2 separate regions of the Mus musculus genome follow, and region 1 is linked to region 2. The links are chromatin contacts, called in public promoter capture Hi-C maps. All regions are on one chromosome and are shown on one strand. The core of a region is the stretch at or near the end of the contact, and the rest is flanking DNA. Distances in the headings are between cores, read along the strand shown. Region 1 has its middle 32 kb from the start of Bag3. Region 2 has its middle 4.3 kb from the start of Itgam.

What was found. Promoter capture Hi-C pulls out the DNA fragments that hold promoters and counts their contacts.
Region 1: a promoter capture Hi-C map of liver shows a contact between it and region 2, with 2.0 times the contacts expected there. The contact joins two enhancer-like sites. A contact is called at or near these places in 3 of 39 promoter capture datasets (hematopoietic stem and progenitor cells and liver).

The regions. Positions count from the first base shown.
Region 1 is chr7:128,553,774-128,557,697 of GRCm38.p6, reverse strand. No RefSeq gene overlaps it. Among named protein-coding and RNA genes, the nearest start is that of Bag3, 32 kb to the right of the region's middle. Within about 2 kb of position 2,322, at least 107 of the 459 cell types and tissues checked have an H3K27ac peak or open chromatin away from gene starts, as enhancers often do. A contact at or near this core is called in liver, where this site is marked.
Region 2 is chr7:128,056,438-128,060,218 of GRCm38.p6, reverse strand. No RefSeq gene overlaps it. Among named protein-coding and RNA genes, the nearest start is that of Itgam, 4.3 kb to the left of the region's middle. Within about 2 kb of position 2,183, at least 90 of the 459 cell types and tissues checked have an H3K27ac peak or open chromatin away from gene starts, as enhancers often do. A contact at or near this core is called in liver, where this site is marked.

The DNA.
Region 1 (3,924 bases), core at 1,073-3,572, 500 kb before region 2:
GTCATCACAGTGGGAAGCATGGCAGCATGCAGGCAGACATGGTGCTGGAGAAGTAGCCCAAGAATTCTATACTGGGGTCCATAGGCAACAGAAAGAGAGAGAGACACATTTGGGCTTGAGCATTTCAAACTCCAGAGCCCACCTCCAGTGACACACTTCCTCCAAGAAGGCCACACCTCCTAATCCCTGTCATTATTGCTACTCCCTGATGACCAAGCATTCAAATATAATAGCCAATGGGAACCATTTCTATTTAAATCACCACGCTAGGCTACATAGCAAGTTTGAAGTTAGCCTGGACTCCAGGAGACTCTGTTTTATTGGACACACACACACACACACACACACACACACACACACACGGCAAAAAGCTGTAGAGAGCTTGACTAGCATGCAGGAAGTCTTGGGTTCAATCCCAACCATTGCATAAACTGGGCATGATGTCACACCTGTAATATTATTGATTGGGGGGAGGTGGAACCTTGGTGTGGTAGCCAATTTTGGTTATCAACTTGACACCTGGGAAGAGCAAACCTCAGTTGAGAAATTGCCTTTATCAGATTGGCCTATGGGGATCTCTATGGGACATTTTCTTGATTGCTAACTGATATGGGGGTGTCAAGCCCACTGTGGGCAGCACCATCCCTAGGCAGGTCTGCCTGGATGTTTAAGAAAGATGGCTGAGCATGACTTGGGGAACCTAGTAAGGAGAGCTCCTTTGTCATTGTTATTTCAAGCTTTTGCCTTCAGGTGTTGCCTTGGCTTCCTTCCACAATGAATTTTAACCTGTAAGAAAATATAAACCCCTTTCTCTACAAGTTGCTTTTTAATCATGATATGTATGACAACAACAAAAAACAAACTAGAACACAAGCTGGATCATACATAAATTTAAGACCATCCTCAGCTGCATAGGGAATTTGAACCCAGCCTGGGGCACATGAGTCACTGTCTCAAAAAAAAAGAAAAGAAACAAAAAGAAAAGAAAAGAAAAGAAAAAGGGAAAGAAAAAGAAAAGGAAAGTGTCTTCTGGACTTGAGAGGGAAGGTTGCAGACAGGGATGGGCACTCATGACCAGAAGAGGAGACAGAGAGTGCTGTGAAGTTGTTCCTGGCCTGGAGCCTGCCTGGATTTGTCGTTGAGATTCAGATTCAAAGCAGAAGGGTTGACATGTTGGGCCAGCAAGATGGCTCTGTGGATAAAAGGCACTTTCCACCAAGCCTGACCACTTGAGTTTGATTTCTGGACCACACATGGTAGAAGGAGAGAACTGACTCCCACAAATTATTCTCTGAGTTCCTCACACGCACTGTGGCATGTATATTCCTACACACACACACACACACACACACACACACAAACACACACACATACACACACTCAAACAGATACACAATAAATAGATAAAGATCAACAAGGGTTTTTGTTTATTTGCTTTTGTTTTGTTTGTCCCTTTCTCCTTGGTCAGCGGCACTGGGACAGCACAGGCACCAAGACATTCTACTCAACAATATTGACTACCGTGGGCAACTTGTCCTCAGAATGAAATAAGACTTCCTGAAGAGTCGTGAAAGCTTACTACAAATTGCCGAGGTGTGACGGTGGGGGAAACTGAGTCTCTAGAAGGTTAAGGTCATGGCTGACTGTTGAGTGAGGAGCTGGTACTGGAGCCCTGCCCACATAACTGGCAGAGCCAACGCTGTGATCACCCTGTGAGCACTGGTGCTGAGCAGGAAGGGCCAGTGAAGAGAGGAATGGCAGGCCTGAGAGAGGTTTGGTTTACATGTGGGATCCTGAGTGTAACCTCAGAACTGTGTGGCTATAGAAGGGTGTGATGGGGGTGGGAGGAGGGGCCAGATTAAAAAAAAAAAAAAGGTGTTTGGCAAAGTAGAGAAACAGTTGAGAGCTAAGTACACCTCCCATCCTTCCTGCCCCCCCCCCCCACCTCTCTAGGTCACTGTCCCACCTCAAGTTGGCTGTATGAGAGTCCAAGTTATAGGCTTTGCTCTCAACACTTTCAGGGCTGGGGGCAAACAGTAAGGAATGGAGACTATTAAATATTTACAGAATAGTGGAACTTGGAGCTTGTTTGCTGGCAGCCCCAGGGCCGAATCTGGCTTGCAGACAGATTTTGTTGGGCCTGACTAGTTCTTTTAAAACATTTTTAAAAAATATTTTTAAACAGAGAAATCTTACAAAACAGATTTCTTGTCTTTCTTGGAAACTAGAGATCTCTCACAACACTGGACCATGTTCCCCCTGGCAGTGACTGAGCATCAGTCTCTTCCTACCCCAACCTGTGGCAGCTGGCACTGCCTCTCATGCACCTGGCTGGCCTCTGTGGCCTTGACATTGCCCCCACGGAAGCTGCTGGCTTAAAGCTGGCTTAGTGTAGACTCAGAAGGACACTCAGGATCTGAGCTCGAGTACCCCCAAAGGATGCACCCTCTTGACTGAAGGTATTAGAGATACTGACCAGAGGTGGCTGGGGGCTGAGGAGGTTGGGCACCAGAGTGCGGACACAGTTTCTCTAGAGAAATAAGCATCCGTGTTGGTTGGTGACAGGGTCTCACGTAGCCCAGGTTGACCTGAAGCTTACTGGAGAGCTAAGAATGACTTTGAACGTCTCAGCTCCTTCTTGAACCTCCTGACTTTTGGGGATTACAGGTACACACCACTACACCCAGTTTTATGTGATTCCAAGGTCAAACCTAGGGCTTCACATAGCCTGGACAAGCACTTTTTTCACAGAGCTATGTCCTACACCTTTATCTTACCACAGGAGGCACAACGGCGTCTAGGGCTTGGTTGAATATGGGCTCTGCCTTCTAGCTGAGCTGACACAAAATTCATCTTCTGCCCTGTGGTGAGAGAAAGGGTGCTGGGCAGACTCAGTGGTTAAGTGGGTGGGGAGGACGGTGAGTCACAGTCCACTGGGGAGGACGGTGAGTCACAGTCCAGCGAGGAAGATCTGCAATGACTGCACAGATGTGCCCACAAGGAGAGGTTTCGGTGGAGTGGGAAGGAGGAATGAGTGGGTGGCAGAGGACTGTACAGGCCCTGGGAGTCCAGCTGGGGACCGACGTAGGTGGCTCTGTCAAGACACTTGCTGATAAAGGGGGTTAAGCTGAGCTCTGAGGACTACTCCTTCTGTGGCTGCATTTCTTCTCAACTAAGGAGAGGCAGCAGGAAGCTGAGAGACAAGGCGAAAGGCGAGATGGAGAGAAGGATTAGGGGTAGAATTTCTCTTGAGGCTAGAAAAGGAGGCCTTCCCTAGAAACAAGTCTGTAAGAAAAAAAAAAATGCAGCCTCTGTAAGGACTGCCAGTTCACCATGGCTGGCAGAGGTTGGAACAGTCATCGATAGAAAACAAATGTTCTAGAAACTTCCAGAAGAATATTTTTTCTTTTTTCTTCTCTCTTCTCTCTCTCTCTCTCTCTCTCTCTCTCTCTCTCTCTCTCTCTCTCTTTCTTTCTTTCTTTCTTTCTTTCTTTCTTTCGTCTTTACTCTATGGCCTTATGTGGTTTCAAACTCCAGCTTTAGCCTCCTAAGAGCTCAGGTTGTAGACATGAGCTACCCTGGCCTGCTAAGGAGGTGTTCTCCCAGCCCCTGCACCGCCTTCAGGCTAGCTTCTATTTGAACCTGAAACTTGGCCCCACTGCTTCCTGGCTGCCAGGGCCCAGCACCTGTGGCTGCCTTACCTGGGTGCCATGGGCTGCCTCTCTATCCCAGGATCCTCACCAGCTCAGCGCTCTCCCCTGGGGCTGAAGCAGCTCTTCTCAGTTGCTACTGGTTCCAGCAGTGCAGATGAGTCTCCGAAGTCCCAGGAAATGGGGGCATGCCCTATCACATGTATGCATGTGACCCCCATCCACTCACCCCCCACACACTCTTAGGTGCACACACACACACACACACGCATAC
Region 2 (3,781 bases), core at 934-3,433:
CCTAAGCATGAATACACATGCATGGTGTGTAAATACACACACACATATATGAAGACACCCATGCAAAGACATACATATACCACATACACACATACACCAAAAAATTAAAATGTAATGTGACACATATCTATAGTCTCAGCATTCAGAGGCTGATGCAGGAGGATTACTATGAATTCAAGATTGACCTAGGATATAAATTAAGACATTACCTCAATATATATATATATGTGTGTGTATATATGTGTGTGTATGTGTGTGTGTATGTGTATGTAGGTGTATATATATATATGTATATATATATGTGTGTGTGTGTGTGTGTATGTATATATATATATATATATATATATATATATACATATGTGTGTGTGTGTATGTGTGTGTGTGTGTGTGTGTATGTAGGTGTATGTATGTATGTATGTATGTATGTATGTATATATCTCCCAATGGGTGGCCTGACACCCATGCTCATATGGAAAGCACTAATTGAACATTCGGGATTATTTCTAGCAAAGAAAGACATGAAGTTAATGTGGTGTCTTAGATGGGGGACTGTTGCTATGATAAATACCATGACCAAAATCAGCTTGAGAGGAAAGTGTTTATTTGTCAGAACAGGAACTCAGACAGGGCAGGAACCTGAACTACTTACTCAGCCTGCATTCTCATAGAACCCAGAACCAGCCGGGCAGTGGTGGCGCATGCCTTTAATCCCAGCACCTGGGAGGCAGAGGCAGGCAGATTTCTTAGCACAGAGTTCAAGGCCAGCTTCGTCTACAGAGTGAGTTCCAGGACAGCCAGGGCTACACAAAGAAACCCTGTCTCGAAAAATCCAAAAAAAGAAAAAGAACCCAGAACCACAGGCCCAGGATGGCACCACCCACAGTGGGCCGGGCCCTCCCCCATCAATCACTAATTAAGGAAATGCCTTACAGCCAGGTCTTATGGAGACATTTCCTCAGTAGAGGTTTCCTCTTTCAGATGCCCCTAGCTTGTGTCAAACTGACCTAAAACTAGCCAGCACAGTGAGTGACAAGGAAAGAGTTCCAGGGCATGATGGTAGATAGGTATTTTGATCACAAAATACGTTGTGTGATGTATAGAAATTTCAAAGATTAAATAATATTCTTTTGAAAACAAAAATTAAATATAAATGAATAAATATTGTCATCTCCAAGATAGTGAATTACAAACACAAGGCAGTTAACAGTTACTTCCTTGTAAACCAGTCCAAAACTTAACAGCTTAGCACAGCACTTTATTGTGGTGGTTATTACTGTTGTGGTGGGTTCATTGTTGTGATAGGTTGTTATTTTTGTAGTGGGTTATTGTTGTGGTGTGGGCCTGTATACTGGAGGCTTTCCACAGAGATCTCTGGCCTAGCCAGGTGCGAGGGTTCAGGCAAAGGGAGCGAACTCAGGGGGGGTGGTGCGGGGAGTGCCTCTGCTGCTGCAGCTGCCTCCACAGCTGCTGCTTCTGCTTCTGTTGCTCCAAGACACCGCACTGGTCACTGGTCGCTCTGCACTGAGTCAGACTGGGTTGAGCTGACTAGCCAGTGAGGGGTGCCGGGGGAAGGGGTAGCTTCTGGTGGCGTTTTGGGAGAGCAGGTCTCTCCCCTGGCTTCAGTGATACAGCTCCTATGACAGAAGTGCTCAGCTGACAGAGTAATTCTCACACACCTTTATTCCTTCTGGATAGGATCTTTATATACAGTTTTGGGGTGGGTCACGGTCTGACAGTAGGTGTTTCCTATCGGCCTGGTCTGAGAGCTTAGGGATACCTTATCTACATGTGGGAGGGCTTGGGGTGCTGTCCCTATGTGACCGATGGCCACAGACCTCTCTACAGGGGTGTGGGGCGGGGAGCTGTGGCTACGTGACAGGGGCCTGGTTCTGGGAGCAGGCAAGGATCCTACAGTCCCTTCAGGGTCTCCAGGGCTTCAAACCTTAGCTCAGCCTTACCAGGCTTCCTCTTACAGCCCACCACCCCACATTGTGTGGTTGTTACTGTTGTAGAGGGTTAGTATTGCTGTGGTGGGTTGTTACTGTTGTTGCTCTTTGGTTCCTGGCTCACAGTTCCCACCTAAGTATCTCACATGGCTGGCGTCAGATCATGGCTAGTGCTGGAGCTAGCCAACTGCTCTTAGGCTGACCTTCCCAGGTGGGTCATTCACACCGCTGAGCATCGGTGCTGGCTGTAGACTAGACTAAGGTCGCAGCTGTGACTGCAGCACCTCTGCATGCGGCTCGGGCTTCTCCCAGAACAATGCTGGATTTCAGGGGCAAGAGTCCCAAAGCCTCGTGCATCAGGTTCTACTCACCGAATGGCTACAGAAATTCTTCCTGTTCAAGGTGAACAGCACAGCCCACTTCTCAATTCTGTGCCCAATCTGTGACCACCCTTCATCTGCCATGGAGAGAGATTTTTCCTTTGCCTCTACATAGGCAAACTAATTAGGGTTATGGGCCAAGAGTGGTCACCAGCACTTGAAAGGCAGAGATAGGTTGATCTTTAGAAGTTCAAAACCACCCTGGTGTACATAGAGGATTTCAAATCAGTCAGATTACATAGTGAAACCCTATCTCAAAACAAAACAAAACTTAAAATTATTGGAAATTTTTTTTTGTGGGTGGATGATTGCAACAGCCTATGTTGGTCTCAAACTCATAATCCTCCTGCTTCAGCCTTCCAAATGCTAGATTTATATCTGTGCTCATCAAGCCTGGCTTGCACTTATAGTGTGTGTGTGTGTGTGTGTGTGTGTGAGAGAGAGAGAGAGAGAGAGAGAGAGAGAGAGAGAGAGAGAGAGAGAGGCAGACAGGCAAGCAGACAGGCAAACAGAGAGAGAGAGACAAAGAGAGAGGCAGAAAGAGAGACACAGAGAAAGAGAGGGGGGACTTTTATAACCAGAAAGAAAAAGCACTGTAGCTGATTTAAACTGAGAGTGTAGCTGTATTCTGAGCTAAGGGCTAAGGAAGAGGAACAAGCCAAATGAGACGCTGCCTAGAGAGTGTGAGGGAATGTCCCTGTCACTCTGCAGTCCTTCCTTGTGCACAAACACCTTCAGAAACAGCCTGGAGAGGAAATATTTACTTATTTATTCAGTGTTTCAGAGGTTCCAAAGTCCACTGTTACTTGGCTCTCTGATTCTGGATCCTGGTGAGGTTAAACATCATGGCAGCTGGAGAGTGTGGCAGGGAACCGTCTTCACTTCACAACAAACAGCAGGAGGAGGAAAGGACTAGAGACCAAATACAAGCTTCAAAGACCCACCCCAGCGTAATGATGAATCCTGACTGTCAACTTGATGCAATCAACTAAGAGCCAGGCCTGTAGGTGGATCTCTGAGGGAATTTCCAGAAAAGACAGCTCCCTCCGGGTAAGCAGCACCTTCCAGTGGGCGTCCCAAACATAAAGGGTTGGAGGGGAGGCAGCATTGCTTGCCCGCCTGTCTTCACATCTTACTAGTAGATGTGCCTGTATCTGTATCTGTATCTGCATCTGCATCTGCATCTGCATCTGCATCTGCATCTGCTGCTGTCCTTCACTGGCATCAGGCTCCAGCTTCTTTGACCCTCCAACACAGACTGAAGACCATAAATTCTCCAGCAGCCTTCCAGGTCTTCGGTTTCAGATTGGAACTGCTGGGTCATTCAGGTTCATGCTAGCAGGTTCTCAGCCTCACAAATATACAGACAGCTGTTGTTGGACTGACTACCCAAGCCCTGTAATGAAAGCCATTCTAGTGAGTCCCCTTTTAACACATGCACGTGAGCATGCACAC